Linked DNA regions of Mus musculus: regions 2 and 3 are each linked to region 1. Evidence: chromatin contacts called from public ChIA-PET and promoter capture Hi-C data. All regions are on one chromosome and are shown on one strand. The core of a region is the stretch at or near the end of the contact, and the rest is flanking DNA. Distances in the headings are between cores, read along the strand shown.

Region 1 (3,347 bases), core at 439-2,938:
AATGTAGGAGTGGATCAGAAGATCCTTAAGGTAGGTTGTTCTTGCCTGTGTTAGGAGCATTGAGGCTGAAAGAGTTGTATATCATTGCCAGGCCAGAGCAAGGCAGACCCTGAGGGTAGTCAGTGACGTCTGTGTTAGTGGCAGCAGGAAGAACACATGCTCTGGCCAAGGCTAAGATACTACAGGCTCTGTCACAGAAAACAACACCTACCCACCTTCTCACCGCCCATGCAGAGGGAGAGGGGATTTGACAGTGATCGAACAGCTCCAGGGCCACATTTGGGTTCATTGCAGGATTTTTGTTTTTCTGTGTGTGGGGGGAGGGGGGGAGTGGATTTTCTTGTTTGTTCAGTTTTTGTTTTGTTGAGAAGGTTTCTCTGTGTAGCCCTGGCTGTCCTGGAACTCGCTCTGTAGACCAGGCTGGCCGTGAACTCAGATCCACCTGCCTCTGCCTCCCAAGTGCTGGGATCAAAGGCATGTGCCACCACATCTGGCCTCATTGTAGTTTTAGAAGCCCACTATGGCCCTAGGAAAATTTCCAGAGATGAATTCTTGAGGTGTAGAACTGAAGAAAGGCTGAAAAGGAGAAAGACTGCCAGGAAGGAATGCGTGCATTTGTGCTCAGAGTCTCCTGTTTGAAACTAACAGGTTTTCCTGAGCACTGGATGCTGCCTACCTCTCCACCACCAAGATCCATAGCCACCTAGATTGCAAGTGACAGGCACAGAATGGAGAGAGAAGGAAATGCTATCACTTCAGGGAGAGATGCTGTGTACAAGGGAAATACAACTTGAGGCACCAATAGGGAAGGACTTGGGGACAGAGGACCTAGCATGCATGCAGAGCCAGGTTTCAGATAGGCTCAGAATCCCAGCTGGAACCATTGCCCAGCCAAATTATTCCTGTAGCAAATCTTGGGTGGCCAATTCCCACCTAGCCCATGGATCCCAAGAATATTACCAGGACTTCTGGCCCTTCTCTGGACAGAACAGATGAGGAAAAATTGTCCTAGTGGCAGGGCACTGCATATTCCACATTATAAAAACATATTTGTACTTTATTTTAAAAAGGGATCTACACACACACACACACACACACACGTTAATAGTGTCATATAAACAGCTGATGCAGGACTCGGGTTCTTAGTGTTTGCAAACCCTGCTACAGAGAGGAGATGATGGAGAGCAAAGCATCAGCACCATAAATCTAAGACAAGATTGACCAGAGAGGCGAGAGTAAACTTTGAAATGACTGCCTGGCTTTGTTTACTTACCTATATAATCGGCTGGATAAAGAGGAGATGAAAGACACATCTTTAGGATGCTAAACTACTGTCTTAGATTGTTAGCTGTCTGAATAAAACAGTCAAAAGATTCCATGTCTGTTTCTATGCATGTGATGGACAGTACCACTCAAACCCACAGCACCCAGGGAATGGCCTTGGCTTCACCTCTAGTTAAGGGGTGAGGGGGCCTGGTAGTTTTTTAGGGACATCACTCAGCCTGTAGGCACACTTGGAGTAGTCCAGTCTGGCATATGTCACCTGGGTGGGAGCTTCGGACCTCGGCTGGCCTGGTGCACAGGTGCCAGAAGTTAAACAGCATCTTAGGTCCACCCTCTGCGACGGCTCGTAGCCTGGAAGTGGACAAACGAGAGGCGACCAATCAGAACCAAGCTTCTGGGCGTGCCTCCCACCAGCCCCTAACTGGGTGGGGGAAAACTTCCGGTCGGGGCGAGCAGGCTTCCGGCGAGGCGGCGAATGGCCTCTGTCAGGGCCGCGGTCGGGGCCTCGCTCGCGGTTGCCCGAACCCGGCCACGGTGCGTCGGTCTCGCGCTTCCGTCGTCCGCGCCCCGGTCCGCCTGGGCTGCAGCTATGGAGCCCACGCCGCGTTGGCTGGCAGGGCTGCGCTTTGACAACCGCGCCCTGCGTGAGCTGCCGGTGGAGACGCCGCCGCCTGGGCCGGAGGACTCCCTGGCCACCCCGCGGCCGGTGCCCGGAGCCTGCTTCAGCCGTGCGCGGCCGGCCCCGCTACGGCGGCCGCGCCTGGTGGCGCTGTCAGAGCCCGCGCTGGCCTTGCTGGGGCTCGAGGCCAGCGAGGAGGCCGAGGTCGAGGCCGAAGCTGCGCTCTTCTTCAGCGGCAATGCGCTGCTGCCGGGCACCGAGCCCGCCGCGCACTGCTACTGTGGACACCAGTTCGGTCAGTTCGCTGGGCAGTTGGGCGACGGTGCCGCCATGTACCTGGGCGAGGTGTGCACAGCGGCCGGCGAGCGCTGGGAGCTGCAGCTCAAAGGCGCCGGCCCCACGCCCTTCTCCAGGTGCGGAACTCCCGGAGAACTTCCCGGAGGCGACACCCTTCTGCGCGCGTGGGTGAAAAGGGAAGGTGCCCAGTGGCGCTTTCGCCCGGGTAGGGACAGCCCTACGTCCAAACTCCATGAATGGTTAGGACCTAGGTGGAGGAAGACAAAGAAACTGGCAGGGAAGGGCCGAGTGGCAAGAACGGGCTTACTCTCTGGCTGACACTCAGAGAGATCTCTCTCCATCTGCCAATTCTGTCAGGTGGAGGGGACACACCTCTAATGGCTGTCCGATGTGTTTTCAGAAACACAACGCGGACTTTGGAACCAGTTCCCCGAATGATACTGTTTGCTGAACATCTTGCCCAGAGTCTAGTTTTCAGAAGCAATGCATTGGGCTGGTATCCAGACCTATTATCTGGAACCATACTTAAACAGTATGCTTCCTCAACTTGCCCAGCCTCTAGCAGACTCTACGCACTGTCTAGGGACTGTGGGCACAATCCGTTCTTATACCCACCTTCTCTGTGACCATTCTCCCAAGCCTGTCAGTTCTAATCGTGCGCGCGCACACATGCACCCACCCACCCACACACACGAGTGGATAGTTCTTGTTTTCCAATGGAGAGTACCACAAGTGTCCAATACAGTCGTGGATCCAAAACCATACAGGCCCAAAGGAACAACTCTTCTTCCTCCTCCTCCTCCTCCCCCCCCCCCTTTTTTTGTACAGTGGTGTTTTGCCTGCATGTGTGAGAGTTGAACCCCTGGAACAGGAGTTACAATTGTGAGCTGCCATGTGGGTGCTGGGAATTGAACCTGGGTTCTATGGAAGAGTAGTCAGTGCTCTTAACCACTGAGCCATCTCTCTAGCCCCAAGGAACTCTTTAAAAAGAAAAACCAGAAGGGGGGCATCAGATCCCGTTATAGATGGTTGTGAGCCATACAGATGGTTGCTGGGAATTGAACTCAGGACCTCTGGAAGAGCAGCCAGTGCTGGGCCACATCTCCAGCCCAAGGAGCTCTTCTTAATTAAGTCCTGCCACCCAGGT
Region 2 (3,181 bases), core at 65-2,564, 280 kb after region 1:
ACCGGCTCGTCTCAACTCAGAACTGCTCTGCCGTAAGCTGCATGCAGTCCAGGCAACACCAAAAGTCCATAGCTGGTTTGCTCTAACCTACGTCTTTAACCAGGGAGTCTCAGCCTCATGACCCCAACCTCTGGAGAACCCACGCCACAACTGCCAAGCCTCCCTGTGGATTCTTGGAAGCACCGCGAATATGCTTTGCCTGGGCACTGGGATGCATGTGTCTATTTACAATAAATTGTTCTTTATAGGGAGGCTGTTGATCCTCTGGCTGACCACCTTTAAGAGGTGATCCTTTCTAGCTTTAGGGTCACTTCAGGGTAATCTGGGGCTCAGCAGAAAACAAGTGCCTCCAGCTTGTTTTCTGTAATGTAACACAGCTCAGCCCACTGTGCCTTGAACTGTCTGACCTTCACCTTCCTGGGCAGGCAGACTCCTCTGCACTTAACTGGATGCCGTACCCTGCCCCTCTGCAGTCCCTCAGCCCTGCCATCTCCCTTCATCCTCCCCCCCCCCCCTCTCCCCAGGGAAGGTTGTTACAACTAGCATTTAGAGCCACTGGCATCCAGCCTACTGGGCTCCCCCAGTATGTTGCCCCCGTGTGGCTACAACCTGGATCTCTTATGAGATGGAGGATACGTCCAGGGCACCATCAGCCCTGAGCTAGGACCAGTCCGAGAAGATGGGACTGGCAAATATTCCCAATATGTCCATTTTCTGGGCCTCAGAAGGTCTCTAGCTCATGTGATAAGCTAGATGAAGCAGTAGCAGCAGAGTATGAGGCCACATGTTAACAGCGTCCTCACCCAGTCCCACCCCTTGGGGGAGGACTTGCCCAACTGAACTCACCTGGCTGAGCTGGGTTCGAGACTTAGGGCTGTGCGATGGTCGGTGGGAGGACAAGTTCAGCGAAGGGTGAAGGGACCTTGAAGGGTGCTCGATCTGATAGCACGAGCGCCCCCTGGAGAGTGCGTCGCTGCTGACTGCTGAGCGCAGGGCCGTCTAGGTGCACGCGGAGCCAGGGTGTCCCTGCGCGAGCGACAGAGGCGGTTACCTAGGTCACAGCGGGCGACCGGAAGGGTTGTTTATGGATTCCAGACAGCGCTTACCTCGGGACAAACACTGGCCCACGTCGACCAGTACCTCGGCACCCACTCCCGGTCTGATCGGCTGCCCCGCTCGGCTGCGTCCGGCTCCGAGGTCGTGCAGCACACGGGCCAGCGGCAGCGCTCGGACGCACTCAACAATGCCTAAGGGAGAGGGTGGACACTGAGAACCTACTGGAGGCACGTGCCAGGACCAGGAAAGATCGGGAGAGGAAGTGGGTGGGATCTGGTGCCGTTGATATCCGGTCTCACCGTCTGCCGGTGCGAGCAGCTCCTCTTGCTCTCGGGCGTGAGGCAGCAGCTGCCGGCGTTGCGTGGGGCTCCCGGAGCACAATGCTTTAGCTAGGCCGGGGTCCACGCCCTGCGCCGAAAGCATCAGCTGGAAGCGGCGCCGCGCGGAGCCGTCATCCAACGCCGCGGCCACTCGGGCGGCGCCTTGGTCTTGTGTTTCCGCCTGTCCGCTAATCCAAAGAATGGCGCCTCCTGCTGGCGGGCGGGGTGGAGCTCAGAAGCTGCAGGGATTGAGAGCTCCTGGCATACAAACTGGTGGTCTTAACTCCAGCCCTCTCACCTAGCCTAATGACCAGGTCCCGCAGATCCGGCGGCCCCGCACCATCCAGGCAAAGCAACGCTTCTTCCACCTCCAGGGTATGGCCCACGCTGCGGCCCAGAGGGTTATCCATGGCGGTCAGGGCTGCGGCGACCTTCAGCCCCAGGCTCACTCCCACTCTAACCTGGGGAGGCATTATTCAGTATCCGGCATTATCAAATCCCATACCTGCTGTCCCTGGGTTAAGGTGTCAGTAAAGGCTTAGGTTAGAGATCAGAAACCAACACTGCCAGGCCTCAGAGGGGATGGGGGTGTTCTGGTTGGTTGCCCTAAGTGGCGGGGGTTCTGTGGAGGATTTCCCCAGGTCCGCAGTCAGGACAGCTTTGATTGGATAGGGTAGGAGGGCTGGAAAGAGGAATTGCCGTTTTATTCTTCCAGGACTGTTGAGTGGGCAGAGGCAGGGATAGGACGGAATGTGAGGCTCATGTCCCTTCATAGAAAGGGCACTGTGGCCTAGCACGGCTCACCAACATCTTTGCCAGTTCTCGGGCCTTCTCCTGGTCTGGGAAGACTGCAGCTCCCCCAAACTTAACATCTACCACCAGAGTGGACAGTCCCTCCACGGCCTTCTTACTGAGGATTGAAGCTGCGAAGACCAGAAACATCATCCCAGGGTATACTTGGGCACAGGAAGAGTTGCCTCTCTGAGAAAAGCGGCAGTGCCTAGCGGACTGTCTGTCAGTCAGGGTACCCCGTTTCAGGTCACCTGTAATGAGTGGGACACTGTCCACAGTGGCTGTCACATCTCGTGCAGCATACAGGATCCCATCAGCAGGAACCAGCTTTGCACTCTGGCCGACAATGCAGCAGCCGACTTCCTCAAGGATGTGCAGCATCTGCTCAGACACCTTCATTAACTTCTAGGGACGGACCCACCCACTGGCCCTGACCACTGACCCAACAGAAGTTCAAAACATGGCCAGCGAGAGTCAGTATGGTTCTGATGGCTAACCTACCAAGGATCCCGATTAGTTATGACAGACACATTAATGCGTACCAGCTAATCAGTGGCTTCTCCCTGTTCCCAAGTAACGATCCCGATCAAAGTTCTCTCGATGACTCCAGGCCTATTTACAACCAATGACCTTTTGAATAGTCAATGTTCTCTCTCATTAGTGACCCAGATAAATAACCTGTCCATTGATCATCCTGTGATTCGGGCCAGTGACTCCCTCAACCCAGATCATTGATCAGTTAGTGGCCCACCTGTACCTGCTCTGGGCTCTGGGTGACACCGAACCCAGGAATCGATTCCAGCTTATCCAGTGTGCCCCCTGTGTGTCCCAGACTGCGGCCGCTGATCATTGGCACCTGGTGGAGAGGGATGCTGACTGCCCCCACGCAGGCCCTTAACCTCATTTTACCTATCCTCTACTAAGAACCTATCCTATCCTCATATGAAATTACTTTTAAAAAAGCAGTTATATTTTAGAGTCTTTTTTTTTTTTTTTTTTTTTTTTTTTGGTTT
Region 3 (3,154 bases), core at 231-2,730, 360 kb after region 1:
CCTTGAACTCACTATGTAGTCTAAGCTTACAGAGAACCACTTGCTTCTGCTTTCTGCATGCCAGGATTAAAGACAGGAGCCACTATGCCCGACTGTGCATTTAGAAGGATAGATGTTAAGTGATTGTTAATAAATCACTGTGCCCGGGGTTTATGTGTGTCACAGGACCTTTATTCAGATGGAGAAACTGAGTTCTGGTGCATTGAATAATTGCCTCATGTTCGGAACGTTGGTGGCTAAATGAAGATGGGTAACCACTCTTAGATCTTAAGTCTGGAGAATCTGTGCTCTTGGAGCCAACGAGAAACCCCACAGGAGAAGTGGGAGGTAACCCCTCCCGGGGTTGTCTATGCTTTTGGAATCTGGGTGTGATCATTTGATAAGAGAGAGGCTTGTGTGGGGTTATAGTCTGAGATGAGTTCAGGGTTGTACAATTCCAGTGAATTCCGAGAAAGCCTGGAGAAGTCACACTCGTTGGCAATTCAGAAATTAAGAAACTGGTTGAGCAGGGTGTCTCACCTGACTATCTGAGTCCCTTCTGCTCTGTGATTTCCAGCCGTAACACTCTAGTGTCTCTTTCTTCCTTCAAAACTTAATTCCAGTGTGAGGCTCCCTACCCCTTCTTCTCTAGCTTGTCCATCACTACTTTGATCTTCTGCCTCACTTCACAATTGGCTCCATTTCTGCCCTGCCTCTCTACACAGAACTTCTTAGTAAGCCTATGCCTCAACTTGGAGGTTTTCCATACTCAAAACAGAGCCAAGAGCATAGGTGGCCCCAAGAAACAGCTGCTCAGTTGATGAACATAGCCTCAACTTCTAGTGTCCACCACTATCTCTGCCCAGGATCTTCAAGTCTGTACCACACAGAGAAAGTTCAATGTTGGCTTCTGAATGCTGGACTCTGATTCCAGACCTCTTCACATCCTTTGAGACAGAGTCACTGTCCCGGTTCCATTAGCACTGTCAGGATAATAGCTGGAGTCAGCAAATCTTAAGGAGAAGTTTCTTTTGACCTCATCAGCACCCAGTGGAGAACAGCTCCGACGAGCTCTGATCAGCACCCTCGGGTGGACAGCTCCCTCTGCCACCCGTTAGGAAGTCTAGCGGGTTAGTAGGTCTAGCGCGGGTTAGGAGGTCTGGGTGGGTTAGGAGGTCTGGTGGATTAGGAGGTCTGGTGGGTTAGGAGGTCTGGTGGGTTCCTGACCAACTCTGCTTTTCGAATTTGCCGGGGCATGAACGCTGTTCCTAAGTCCTCGCCCATCACCCCTCCACGAGCAGTCCACCTCCCAGGAGCACTGCACACCGCTGTAACCAGAGGCGCGCATTCCCGGGCCGCGTTGGTCCTGGCTCCTGGGTCTACCGCACCCATTTCCCCCGCACCTCTCTCGGCTCCTGCAGAAACCTTTGGTCTACCAGCGTGTCTCTGCTTCCACCTATCCCTTCTCGCCTATTCCACGCTAGGACCACGCAAGCCGCCCGCCAGCTCTCCCGACCAGAATCTCACCACCACCGCTACCACCACCACCTCGCATCCCGCATCCTTTCTCGGCTCGACCCCCATTCCTCCGCCCCCACCTCAGGCCCCGCCCTGCGCCACTCCCTCCCCTCACCCCTGCGGCGCGGCTTGCTGCCGCGGTGTCCTGGCAGGGCGCTGAGGTGTGTCGCCGACGGGTGTCGCAGGGCGTGTCACGAGGTGAGTGGGGAGACAGAGGCCGCGAGCCTGAGCACCAAGGGCGCGCGGTGCTCCTCACCCCTCCCCCTCGCTGCCGGCCGGCGGTTCCAGGGAAGATGGCGGATCGCGCGGAGATGTTTTCTCTCTCCACCTTTCACTCGCTGTCGCCTCCCGGCTGCAGGTACGCATTCGGCGGGTCTCATCTTCACGTAGGTCTCTTCGGCCTGCCACTCCACCCCATCGACTTCAACTACCCAGGCCAGGGCGCCTCCTTGGTTTGCAGGCCTCTGACTGATGCTCCCATCCCCCACCCTGGGCTCCGGGTCCTTCGGTGTTTGCTCCTTGTCGCGCAGACCCAATGGCAACCCCCCCCCTTTCCCACCCCCACACAGAGATACACATTCACTTTTCTTGTTGGGATACCGAACCGCACCCAGCCAGGACCGATGACCTAGCAAGGGTGCGGTCTCTCGATTGACCCTTTGAGGGATTTTAGGCAGGGTGTTCAGCACCTAGTCTGTTCCTGCCAGTGTCCTTTTGGCCTTGTTATGCCTCCTTCCATAAAGGCTAGGGCCTTGCCCCTAGCCCTCTTCCCTCCCAACCCCCCCTCCCCCCAGGACGGCAGAGAGTGAAATCAAGCTTGAAGCTCTGGGGGTGAGATGGGGAAGTTGGGATTGGAGGGGCTGGATGTTTGGATGTAGGCCTGTTTCTGTGTAGGAGTGGATGGGGAACAGCTGGACCCCTCCCTCTCCTGTTGTCGCAGCTCCCCCCCCTCCCCCCCCCCCCCCCCGTTGGTTCAAGGTATCTCCCCTGAGGCTGAAGCTGTGACCCACAGGGGCTGGGAGCTGAGCTGAAAAGGAGTGGGAGGGGTTTGTGGAGGGATGCCTCCTCTGGGCTCATTCCCTGTGGTGGAGGAGGGGACCCAGGGGAGAGCAGTGCCTGGGGTCAAAAAACGACACGGCTTTAGCATGGGAGCTGGGGGCCCTGGGAGCTGGACCTTTCCCACCAATGTCCTCAGGATCAGCTCTCAGGCCAGGAGCCTAGGTCAGGTGGCCTTCTGACCCTGGCCTCCTCTTCAGGCCTCCCCAGGACATAAGCCTGGAAGAATTTGATGATGAAGACCTGTCTGAGATCACGGACGACTGTGGCCTGGGCCTTAGCTACGACTCGGACCACTGTGAGAAGGTGGGGAAAGGGGCTGGGTGTGTAGGGTCTGAGTATGGAGGAGGTTCACACAGGCTCAGCCTCCCTAGCATGCTTGTGGGTTTAGGGAGTCTTGAGTTCAGCTGCTGTGCAAAAAATCCTCTGCTCTTGCTGATGGCCCCTTGGTGCCAGTCTTCTTTCCTAACACGCCGTAGGCCCTTCAGAGGCTCTTATTTGGCAGATCTACCCAGCATAGTGCCACAAGAGGAGGTGTGCCTGGGTGCTCCTTCTTTAGATCACTCCCCACAAAGCTCTAAACCCTCCATTTTCTCCCAAA

What was found. ChIA-PET counts read pairs in DNA pulled down with a chosen protein or histone mark. Capture Hi-C pulls out chosen DNA fragments and counts their contacts.
Region 2: a contact with region 1 is called in an RNA polymerase II ChIA-PET map of memory CD8 T cells, with 438 read pairs. The contact joins the promoter of Sco2 here to the promoter of Selenoo in region 1. A contact is called at or near these places in 13 of 39 promoter capture datasets (the C10 cell line, the HPC-7 cell line, cranial neural crest and 8 more), 1 of 15 datasets of contacts at CTCF or cohesin (large pre-B cells), 11 of 484 Hi-C or Micro-C datasets (the AML12 cell line, CD4 T cells, the CH12 cell line and 7 more), 13 of 115 datasets of contacts at active chromatin or transcription factors (the 230-238 cell line, the SCID.adh cell line, T-cell acute lymphoblastic leukemia and 8 more) and 5 of 9 other capture datasets (adipose tissue, embryonic stem cells, liver and 2 more).
Region 3: a promoter capture Hi-C map of adipose tissue shows a contact between it and region 1. The contact joins the promoter of Mapk8ip2 here to the promoter of Selenoo in region 1. A contact is called at or near these places in 4 of 39 promoter capture datasets (hippocampal neurons, liver and second pharyngeal arch cranial neural crest), 7 of 484 Hi-C or Micro-C datasets (CD4 T cells, CD8 T cells, erythroblasts and 4 more) and 2 of 9 other capture datasets (adipose tissue and liver).

What each region holds. Positions count from the first base shown.
Region 1 is chr15:89,087,350-89,090,696 of GRCm38.p6, forward strand. Selenoo (selenoprotein O) reads left to right here and starts at 1,689. Exons shown (of 9, transcript NM_027905.3): 1 at 1,689-2,316. The coding sequence starts at 1,760.
Region 2 is chr15:89,372,577-89,375,757 of GRCm38.p6, forward strand. Sco2 (SCO2 cytochrome c oxidase assembly protein) reads right to left here and starts at 1,315. Exons shown (of 3, transcript NM_001111288.2): 1 at 1,107-1,315; 2 at 847-1,026. Ncaph2 (non-SMC condensin II complex, subunit H2) reads left to right here. Exons shown (of 20, transcript NM_001115132.2): 20 at 1-274. Tymp (thymidine phosphorylase) reads right to left here. Exons shown (of 11, transcript NM_138302.2): 4 at 2,926-3,024; 5 at 2,420-2,549; 6 at 2,181-2,299; 7 at 1,675-1,837; 8 at 1,356-1,586; 9 at 1,107-1,247; 10 at 847-1,026. The coding sequence ends at 869.
Region 3 is chr15:89,452,431-89,455,584 of GRCm38.p6, forward strand. It overlaps Mapk8ip2 (mitogen-activated protein kinase 8 interacting protein 2), which reads left to right and starts at 1,481. Exons shown (of 12, transcript NM_021921.3): 1 at 1,481-1,855; 2 at 2,754-2,859. The coding sequence starts at 1,791.